Regions from separate parts of the Arachis hypogaea genome. Here region 2 is linked to region 1. Evidence: chromatin contacts called from public Hi-C data. All regions are on one chromosome and are shown on one strand. Each heading gives the region's core, a stretch centred on a gene start, on an enhancer-like site or on the middle of the called end of the contact. The rest is flanking DNA. Distances are from core to core; before and after follow the strand shown. Region 1 holds the start of LOC112701871 (receptor-like protein 6). Region 2 has its middle 12 kb from the start of LOC112701873.

Evidence for each region. Hi-C and Micro-C count contacts between places; a contact is called where the count stands out from the background.
Region 2: a Hi-C map of leaf shows a contact between it and region 1, with 1.6 times the contacts expected there. The contact joins the enhancer-like site here to the promoter of LOC112701871 in region 1. A contact is called at or near these places in 2 of 8 Hi-C or Micro-C datasets (both in leaf).

Annotation. Positions count from the first base shown.
Region 1 is chr7:2,045,532-2,051,353 of arahy.Tifrunner.gnm2.J5K5, reverse strand. LOC112701871 (receptor-like protein 6) reads right to left here and starts at 3,680. Exons shown (of 1, transcript XM_025752651.3): 1 at 1-3,680. The coding sequence starts at 3,156. The coding sequence ends at 4.
Region 2 is chr7:2,120,833-2,126,497 of arahy.Tifrunner.gnm2.J5K5, reverse strand. No RefSeq gene overlaps it. Among protein-coding and RNA genes, the nearest start is that of LOC112701873, 12 kb to the left of the region's middle. Within about 2 kb of position 4,162, at least 1 of the 3 cell types and tissues checked has open chromatin away from gene starts, as enhancers often do.

The sequences.
Region 1 (5,822 bases), core at 2,431-4,930:
CATTTACATTACAAGAAAAAGCTGAAACAGAGTTGTTCTTGCACGCCGGCGGTTTCCACGGCTCCTCCTTTTGGTCCTTTTACCTCCAAAGAGAACCACTAGCCATTGAGGCTTTCCAATTGAGAAAACACAATATCCCAATCCTATTCCAAGTACCATTCCACATGCATATCCTATTGCCACTGGTTTCCAACCAAATCCAAATTTGTCTTCAGCCTCAGAAGATGGACATTGTTGCAAAGGGACATTATTGCATTGAATTGACAATGGAAATCCACACAACCCCATGTTTCCCTGATAGGAATCATTTGAGAATGTATCAAACTGTTTTCCTTGAGGTATTGATCCCTCAAGATGATTGTTGGAAAGATTCAAGGACTCAAGAAAGTTCAGATTGGTCAATTCAGCAGGAATATTCCCATCAAGCATATTTGAGGAGAGGTCCAATGATTCAAGGTTTGTCAAATTTCCCAAAGAGGGGGGAATAGGACCAATGAGGTTGTTATATGAAAGGTTGAGGCTTTTGAGTCTATGAAGCTCTCCAATAACATCTGGAATCTCTCCTTCAAATTTGTTTTCTGACAAATCGATTATTGCAAAGGTATTTGGAATTTTCGTAAAAGTAAGACTGACTCTTTTAATTGTTGCAACCATAGAACTGTCATATGCTTCATTTTTGTCGCCAATACCAAACTCATATTGTTCAATATAAGACAAAGGGCTTTGCACATCATGAACAATCTTCATGGCTCGAAAATTTTGTATGTATGCTTTTGGTAATGAGCCGCTAAAGTTATTGCATGATATGTCAAAAATAATCAAACTTGCAAATATCTTTTCACATTTCAAATTTACAATCTGACCGTACAACTTATTGCCTCGTAAGACCAGTATTTCCAAATTTGATAGATTCTGAAGCCAATTGGGAAATGTGTCCTCAAATTGATTGTTACCGAGATCCAAATCCACAAGTCCTGAGCATTTGGACAAAGATTTCGGCAATAGACCTTCGAAATTGTTGCCATTGAGATTCAGTGTATTAAGATCCAGAAAGGTATCTGGCAAAGTTCCATGAAGTTTGTTCATTTGTAGATCCAAATCTCCAAGGGATGAGGTATTGGCAAGGCACTGTGGAAATGTTCCTGTGAATTTGTTGTGGGACAAGTTGACAATGTACAGAGAGGTTGCATTACAAAAGAAGGAAGAAATGTCATCAGCCATCGAGTTGAAACTAAGATCAAGGATTTCAAGTGGATACCATGGGAAATGGTCCATCAATGTAAAATTGTTGTGTGAGAGATTCAAATAACGTAATGAATCAATACCATGTATCCATTTGGGCACTTTTTCCTGAAGACTATTGTTGTACAATTCCAGATCCTCTAAATTTGGAAATTTTCCTGAGAATTCCGACCAACCAGTAATGTTGCTAGAAAGCAACTGCAGTGCCCTCAAATTGGAGAAAGTGTGATTAACACTAGTTTCAGATTTTAGCAATAATGAAGTACAACCTGAAAGGAAAAGATACTCCAAGTTTTGAAGCTCAGAGAAGAGTGGGAAGTGGACAATACCGCTCCAGTTATCTGAAGACAAGCACAAATCAGTAAGGTTGACAATATGGAAAATCGATTCTGGAAAATTTCCTTGAAGCTCATTGTTGCACAAGTCTAAATACTCCAAGGAATAAGATGTAATTTCACTTATGTGCCCTCTGAATCTGTTATTTGATAGATATAAGGATCTCAAAGACTTGAGGGATAAGGCCCACTGAGGAATTGTCCCATTTAATAAGTTGCCTCTTAGGTCTAGTGTACTGAGATTTAAAAAGGCTACTTTGTCAGGTAGTGGTCCCTCAATTTCATTATTAGAACAACCCAAGAAAGAGAGTTGAGTTAAGGCAAATAATGAGGATGGCAACTTCCTTTGGAAATTATTATACGAAAGGCAAAGGGATTGCAAATTGGTTAGCCTATCAAACACATTTGGAATTTGACCACTAAGTGTATTCTGTGAAAGATCCAAGTAAACAAGATGATGAAGGTTTGAAAGAAATGATGGGAACGAACCAGTGAATGCATTCTCTGAAAGGTCCAAGTAAGTGAGATGCTGAAGGTTTGAGAGCCATGATGGGATTGAACCATTGAATACATTTTCAGACAAGTCCAAAAAAGTTAGCTGTGTGAGGTTAGAAAAGGAATCAGGGATTTTTGATTCTGGGAATTGACACGATGAAAGATCCAAAAAACTAAGAGAAGTACTGCAATTCAACTTTGGAACATGGACTTGAATGTTTTCATTTCCAGATAACTTGAGCTCATAAAGATTGGGTAAACAGAGAATGTGACTTGTCAAGTATCCCCTTATTTCAGTAGAAACAAGACTAAGAGTAACCAAAGAGAAAGAGAAAGACCAATTGGACAAAGGGTTTGGTGTTAAGCTAATGGAAGACATGTTTGTATCATCCAATACAATTTCACGCAAAGCTGTTGCATTTTGCAACATTCTTTTCCAACTTGTTTCTTTCCACTTCAAATCATTATTCCAAGAGAGATCAAGTAATTGTAATTTGGAAAGGTGTGAGATTTGAGAAGGAATATCACCTTCAAACCCACAACTGGATAAATTCAAGTGTATGAGACTCACAAGCCTTTCAAACTGAGAAGGCAATTGAGAACCATCAAAATCATTGAATGCAAGGCTGAGTGTTTGGAGATGAGTAAGATGAAAAAGAGTGCTATTGGGATGAATATTACCTACAAGTGCACCATAACTGAGATCGAGGCCAATCACGTGACCAGACACAGAGTGGCACGTGACACCCATCCATGAGCAGCAATCTGTCCCATTCTCCCACGTACTCATCTTTGGATAAACATGGGGGCATTCATACTCATAGTCATAGTCATCGTCATCAGAATATTCAAAAAAGGAAGTGTTAAAAATGAAATGGGTCTTAAAGTGAAGCAAGGCAGAGCTGTCTTGGGAATGGCATAGATGCGAAGACAAACATGCAAAATGGAACATCATAAACATATGCACACACAATACCACTCTAACAACCAACAACATCAAATACCCCATTGATTTTTTATTCAAGCTTTTGCTTATTTTATGTATATATGTCTTACTTGAAAATGGTATTGGTATGTCACTCATCAACTAGGATCCATCTATTTATAGATATTTTTTTAGCTGGAATTACACCCAGCCAATGCATGATTTCTATATTAAAAGCTACAGCTACCAATAATATTCATACTACTTCAATCTATCAATGTCCAAGAATAATTCATAATTTAAGTTTAGTTTTCTTCTAACCCGAGACCCAGATAATTTTATTTCCATGATAGAAGGCATTTGTGGATGAACTTAGCTTGACTCACCAAGCTAAAACTAAGGTCAATATTGGTATTATATGTGGAAATCAATGGACATGGGAAGAAAAAGAAGTTCATGACAAAAGGGGCACGATCCAGGTCCATGTTAAGAAATAATTCCATTTGATTAGTCTTTTTTCTTTGGACAGAATATTGATTAGCCTATGAATGAGTCAAATGAGAAATTAGTTGGAGTGAGAGGCTTGTATAATTTCTCTCTATTTTTGTTGTTGTTTTCTATTTCTTTTTGGGTATGATACCTGTGGTCTGTGAGTCATGGAGTAAGAAACTTGACTCCTTTTTTTTTTAAATTTTCTTCTTGTAATTATAATCAGTGAAATACGCCATAAAGAAGCAAAATATACTACTTTGAGTATAATTAATTAATGGGAAAGTATGAGGAGCCAATGAAATATTTATACAATGCGGACAATGGAAGTTTTGAGAGTATTAGAGATATAATCATTAGTATTACCTTTTCCCATTAGTTGGAGCTTTTGGGATGAGTGGTATCATGCACCCCAAAATCAGTTTATACTTTTGAGAAGATGTTTATTATCGCTAGTACTCGGATGGTTATTCTAGATAGTATGAGAGATGTTCATTTTGTAACTCAATAGCCCATTATACACATTGTACAAATAATCCATTGTCTCTTTAGCGGGATCCTTAATTAATTACAACAAGAATAAACAAATATTCAGTCACCAAAATAAAAACGAATAAACAATTAAATATTTTTGTCATGATTAAATAATTTAAGCTAATTAACTTTTACACCTCCTCTAAGGACCAAAAGACAAAAGAAAAAAAAAACCCCACCTCCTCTCATAAGAAAAAAAAAATATTCGAACCACACTCACAATATCCAGTTATCCACCATGCATTGGTGTGAAGCTTGACCAAAAAAAGCTTGACTTTAGTGCTTTTTTCTTTAAATTTAATTTTTAAGGCATTGATTTATTAATGTAAATATCCATTTTCTCAAAACGATATCATTTTAGCTGTGAAAAAGAATCAATATGTGTAAAAAAAATTAGATAATTAAAGCCGCTTTGTCAATTATTTTTTGTTAGGAACCATTGGTCTTTCATGACAATGACTAGCTAATTGAGTATTCACTAACTTTATTTATATTAGAGGTTTTTAAAATATTCATTGAGAATATAATTCAATTACAATTTGTTTGAAAAAGTAACATAGGATTTGTTATAGAGATGGAAATGAAATTAAGGGTGAAAATTTAAAAAATAATGTGTTTTTAATGCAAATTTTCTTATATAGTAATCATCTACTAATATATTCTATTATGTTAATAAGAAAATTAAATTGGAAATATATATCCTTTGGATAAAATAGATTCAAGATCCCGTCTCTATTTATATCCAATTTATTTTTGTTTACATTCGGAATTGTAAATTTATTACATTTTATTCTATTCTGTTTTATTTTATTTTTTTTCTTTCTCTCTCATTCATTATTGTTAATGGTGAAGACGCGCAGAAAACAAGCGCATGCAAAGTCAACAAAGTAGAACCCACTATGTGTAGAAGAAATGACCATTTACTTTGAAGATTTTGTAACGTCTATGGCGGGATTAATTTGTGGTAAAAATTCATGTGTAGTTGTCATATAAAATTAATAGTTTAAAATTGTTAGATGGTGAAAATATGATCATTTGGTTTCGTTTCGCTTGAATTTGCTGAACTTGTTCATGTGTGGTTGTTTAGTTAGTTTTTTTTTCAAATCTAAACTTATTTCGATTCGTTTAGAAATATAATCATTAATGAACAACCTTGTCTTAGCTTAAGATTTTATTCCAACCTTCAACAAAGTAATTAAGGTTGTTCATGGATTGGATCCGATCCACATATCCGCGGTATTTATTCGAATTTGTTCTGAAAATTGCCGATATGGCTATCGGATTGGATCTAATCCGCACACTAATAGGATTGGATTGCGAATTTTATGTAGATATCCGCATATCCACGTATCTGCAAAAACAAAAAAATAAATTAGTAAATATTCTTTTTATGTTTTATTTCAACTAATAATTATCATATATGTTGTATTATTCTAATTTATTATTTAAGAAAATTATGTTTAATATTATTTTAAAATTAAACATATTTTAAAAAATGAATTTTATTGTTTTTTTTAATAAAAATAAATTTTTAAAAATATTTTCGTGTTTTGCGAATATATCTGATACGATCTGCAAATGTGCGGATTGAATCTAAGCTTAAAAATTGTGGATATTAAAAATTTTTTATCATATCTGATCCGATTCGAGTTTTCCAATAGAAGTAATCCCAAGTTCATCCATTTTCGAAGAGCACCCTAAAATGCTTTATTCCTATCAACACAAAACTAAAATGAAAAAAACAAAGAAGAAACTTTTTATTTGTAACAAGGAATATAATAATGTGATGATCAAGTTTGTAA
Region 2 (5,665 bases), core at 2,913-5,412, 75 kb before region 1:
TATTATGACATTTGTAATATGGATATTTATTACATTGAATGAGTTATTTATAGAAATTAATAAATTAGTTATTGGAGTTATAAATTTATTGTATTGTTTACAACGGTAAGATATAATAAATATAGGGATATAGATTTATTGTCCTTGTAAGTTACAAATTTAGTTAGACACTATTAATTTCTAATTATTGTGGTTGGTAATTATTGTATTGTTATATATATATATATATATATATATATATATATATATATATATATATATATATATATTATTGCTGAGTTGGAAATAATAGATGATTTGACAAAAATTGAGTAGTTGATTCTAAAATTTTGCCAAGTAAGCGATGTTGCAGACATGACATTAGTAGAAAAAGAAAGATGTCTTAAAAGTAATGTAGATAAACTTATCTATTTATTTTTATATATTAAGAATAGAAGATATATTTAATTAAGTTAATAAAAAAATTAAATTGGAAACGTGTAACCTTTAGATTAAAAAAACATTTTTATTGTTGTTTTTTTCTTATTTTTGGTGGAAGCAATTATACATATGAAAAGTAACTTAGTGTGTGTTTGGATTACAGTTTATAAACAGGAGTTTGTATAAAATTGATTTTGCAAACTTGATTTTGATGAAAAATAAATTTGTATTGAAGTGATTTATGTTTGGCTATCTTTATATCAAAATGGATTATAGTAAAATAAATATTGTTTGGATTACGCTATTTAAAATCACTTTTAGATGAAAAATTACTAAAATAGACATTAACTTAAATAATTTTTTTTATATTATCCAGTTATTTTAATTTAGATATTTGAATAATTTTATTAATTAATTTTATAATAAAATTAATATTTATTTATTAAAATAAAAATAACATATAAAAATTAGCAAAATATATTGTATATTAAAAATAAGAAATATGAATTATATATATAAGAGTATTTAATCAAATATATTATATTTTTTCAAATTTTAAAAATTAACGTGAAAATATTAATTTAGTATTTTTTTAACATCGTATTTTTGTTTTAATACTCTCAATAATTCTTAATATTATTTTGGAATCCAACGTTTATAATTTTATTAATACCTATGATTAATTTTTTATTTAATTTATCTTTTTTTAATGGAATCATAATTTATATTATAAAAAAATTACAATAAAAAATTGTATATACCAGAATTATAATTATACAAAAGAATACTAAAAATAATAAAATTAAATATTTATCCTGGTAGAGATGGAAACAAATCTAAAAGTTCTTGATGATATTTTATATAGTATATCTTTAGTTCTTTTAGTACTCTTTTTTAGTACCTATAGTTTTTTACTATTATTATTATTTATGGGTAATTTTTTTGTTTAATTAAACTTTACCTAATGTGATCAATAAATTATATTATGAAAGGATAATAATAAATATAATATACAAAAATCACAATTATAAGAGTGTATAATGTCAAATAAAAATTTAACAAAAAAATAAAAATAATAAATAATAGAAAAAGAGAGTTCATATAAAGAGAAATAATAAAAATTCCATAAATAATACAATAACATGTCCGAAGGATAAAATTGGTAAAGAAAAGATAGATGTTTAATGTAAATGGCTAAAAGCCCGTTAGTGAAACGCAGAAGCTAGAAATTATTGCTTCTGGCAAACTTGGGTTTGACATCAAAATCACTTCTGCGTTTGCCAAATCAAAAGTTAGCCAAACAAATAATTGAAACTTTTAATAAATTTAAACGTGCTTTTTCTCTTCAAACAGGTTTGCCAAACACACCCTTATTTGTTAAGATAAATTGATGTTGTCCCAATAGATCTAGAAAAAGACCTTCTCCTTGACTAATATATTATACAAAGCAACATTAGCAAATCAATCTTGTTTACTCAATATCAGTTAAATTTTTTAAAATTATTTTATTTATTTTAAACTATAAATCATGTTAAATTATAAATTTTTAACTCTAAATTTTAAATTCTTTTAAAAATAATTTGTTTAGAATTAAAAAATTAATTAATATTTTTTTTGAACGAAGCAAGCTCAACACAGAAAATGGAGCAGAAAAATACAAGGAACGTCTAAAAAAACACAAGACAATGAACATAGTAGAAGGGGGTATAATCCGTTGTCATCTCCGGCATAGCCATCAACAACCAAACGGATTAACATCACACCATTCCCTGTAACTCAAAAATGATTTGTTTATAATTCCATCAACACCTTTTTTTGATTTCTGAAAAACTCTACTATTTCGTTCCAACCAAATGTTCCAAATAATCGCAAAGAAACTTATCAGCCACTTCTTATGCTCCGAGTTATGACCAGGCACTCCAATAATCCAACTCTCAAAGAGTCCTTTGATAGTCCCCGAAATAACCCAAAACTTATCAACACACGTCAACCAAGCACACTACACTTGCCACGTAAACTTATATCCAAGAAATAAATGATGCACAAATTCTACCTCTTTTTTATACAATACACAAATATTATCATTTTGATGAATAATTCCTAACCTACTCGATCTTTCTTTAGTGTTAACCCTGCCTACTAAGACAAACCATGCAAAAAGTTCAACTCTTAGAGGAACCCATCCTCTCCAAATGGTGCTAGTGAAACTGTAGCTTGTGATGTCTTTTGAGAGTGTCTCTTTCTGTAACACTTGCACAAAGGAGTTAGTAGAAAAAATACCTGTTCTATCAAATTTTCATATAATTGTATCGTCTCTATTTGCCGATATTCTGACAATCCGTAACCGGTCATGAAGTTGATTAAGAAGCTCCAATAACTCCCGCTAGAATAAATCTCTCCGCCACTGAAAGTTCTATACCCACTCTAACCCATCCCAAAACCCACAGTCCCCTATTATAGATCCTGTTTGATTTGAAACAGAGAAGAGTCTCGAAAAACTCTCTTTCAAAGAGCCACTTTGTAACCAATCGTCCTCCCAAAATTGGATATGTCTTCCATTTTCCACTTCCATAAATAGACCATTGATAATCTTCTCTCTCACCTATTGCTCTCGAATATTAAGCTGGCTGATATCTCTCCATGGGTCACCTCTTGTCGATAATGGTTGTTTTGACAACATTACATTTGGGTTCAACTGATTACAGGAACATACCACATTCTTTCACAGCGGGCAATCCTCCTTGAAAAAGCGCCACCACCACATGAACAAAAATGACGTATTTATAATCAATGCATCTCCCACCCCCAAACTCTCTAGCTTTTTCGGAGCTTGCACCACCTCCCATTTCACAAGTGGTATACTATGGTTCCCATTTTCTTTACTCCATAAGAACCTCCTCCGTAATTGAATTATCTTTTCTACCACCGACTTTGACATCTTATACAGGCTGAGGTAGTAAACCGATAAGCTGTTAAATACAGATTTTATGAAAACTAGCTTTCCAGCTTTGTTGAGAGACTTTACTTTCCATAAACTAAGCTTATCTTTCATCTTGTCTATGATCAGTTTCTAGGTCTTCACCAACCAAAAATTCGTACCTAGAGAAATCCTAAATACCTGACAGGTAGAGCAGCACATCCCAATAGACTACACATATTTGTCACCCACTCCTGCTCACAGTTAATAGAAATCAAGTTTGACTAAAAAAATTAATTAATATTAACAAACTAAAAATTAATTCCTTATATATTACTCAGTTTTTCCTTATATATGTCAAAGATTATTCAAAATGAATATTTTATTCCGACCCTTCGACAACGTAATCCCAAGCTCCCCAATCCCCATAGTCAAGCATGCATTGAAGGAAGGGTTGGAAAAAATTGCACATTTATTTGAAGACTTTAAGAACGTATTTGCTGGGATGAATTGATGGTGGTTCAATGTTGCTTATTGTAGGGCCATAACCACTTCAATGTGTTGCTTTCTGTTCCATAGCCAATGAATTTAGTTAGTACTTTCATATCCTATTTATTACATTATTGATGGAGTACCTATGTTTTATTCTATTTTTTTTCTTTCTCTCTCATTCATTATTGTTAATGGTGAAGACGCGCTGAAGACAAAAGTGCAGAATGGAAAATTTGGAAACTACGTGAAAACAATGTTATTTGATTAGTTATTAGTGATGAAAATAATGAACAATTGAGAAAGAAAGTGGAAAACAAGTGCATGCAAAGTCAACAAAGTAGAACCCACTACGTGTAGAAGAATTGTCCATTTACTTTGAAGATTTCGTAACGTGTTTGATGGGATTAATTGATTCTATTTTACCCAAATCTTATCTAGAATTACACTCACTGCATACAAGTATAATGAAATATAATAGAATTTTATTTAAAATTCTTGGAATAATAAATACTTATTTAATTAGAATGAATAATGCACTATTATTATATATGTGAGTGTAATTTTAATGTATAAAACGTTTAACAGTGCAATCACAATCTTTCTTTTAAATGATTATTCACATTGTGAATATAAAATATAATTATTTCTATTAGAATTTTGCTAACTAACTAGAAATGTAGCCAAATAAAGCCAATTAGTTAAAAAATAGGTTAATTGCAAAAAACCTGGACTGGTCGGTTCAACAAAAAAAATTGGGAACCGGTCACTTAGCTGGTCCGGATAAAGTCAGAAACCGTCTGACAAAAAATCAGAAAAAAACTGGTCGAACCAACAGTTAACCGGTAAACTGGGAGAATCATTCGGTTTTTTTTGCAGTTTTTTGGCTCTTAAAAAAAAAACAAACAAACGCCTAATTGCCTAAACGAAATGAAGCCCTAAATCGACTCCTCTCCTCTCTCAAAAACTCAATTGGAAGAACAGAAAAGAACCCTAGCGAAACCCATAGCCACTGCATCTCCCCCAGCCCCGCTGCACCCAGCCGCTGCACCCACCGCAACCCCCGCAGCTCCACAGCCCCGCGGAATCCACAGCCACCGCATCTCCTCTCCTCTGTTCGTCGGTGTCGCGCCGTGGAAGCTCCGTCGCCGTCCTAGGAAGCTGTGTCGCCGTCGTAGGAAGCTCCCTCACCATCGTTTGGAAGCTCTATGGCCTTCGCGCCATCTCCTCTGTTCAAGCGCTCTCTCTCTGTTTGCCGGTGTGGCCGTTTCCTCTGTCGTCGCCATCACTCTCCTTCCTCCTCGCCGCCGGTAAGCAGTAAGCACTCTGAGTGTTGATGCAGGACCCAGTCTTCATATTTGCAAATCACTTCACTCGAAAGCAGACAGATGCAGGACAAATATAATTACATTTGGCATCAAAATTTTCATTATGTCTAAAATTGTGAATGAGTACATGGTCTCTTACTTATTTTATGAAACTGGAATAATCTTGTTGATGGTTGATTTATGATTCTAGAATGATTTTTTGAAATGATGATGATATTGTTACTGATATGTTGTTGGATTCTTGTTGATTCTCTGATGGTTATTGATCAGTGATGATTGGTGCCTTTGATTTTGAATTGGAGTTGGGTTTAATTATGAGTTATTTGGGTTTAATATGAGTTGCTGAATTAATAATACTGATTTTGTTGATGTTTGCTTATTCTAAATTGCTGATTTTCTGAAACGATGATGATGTTGTTGCTTGATGATATATTGTTGGTTGCTTGTGGATTTTCTAATGATTACTGATTAGTGATGATTAGTGCCTTTATTTATTTCTGATGGTTTCAGT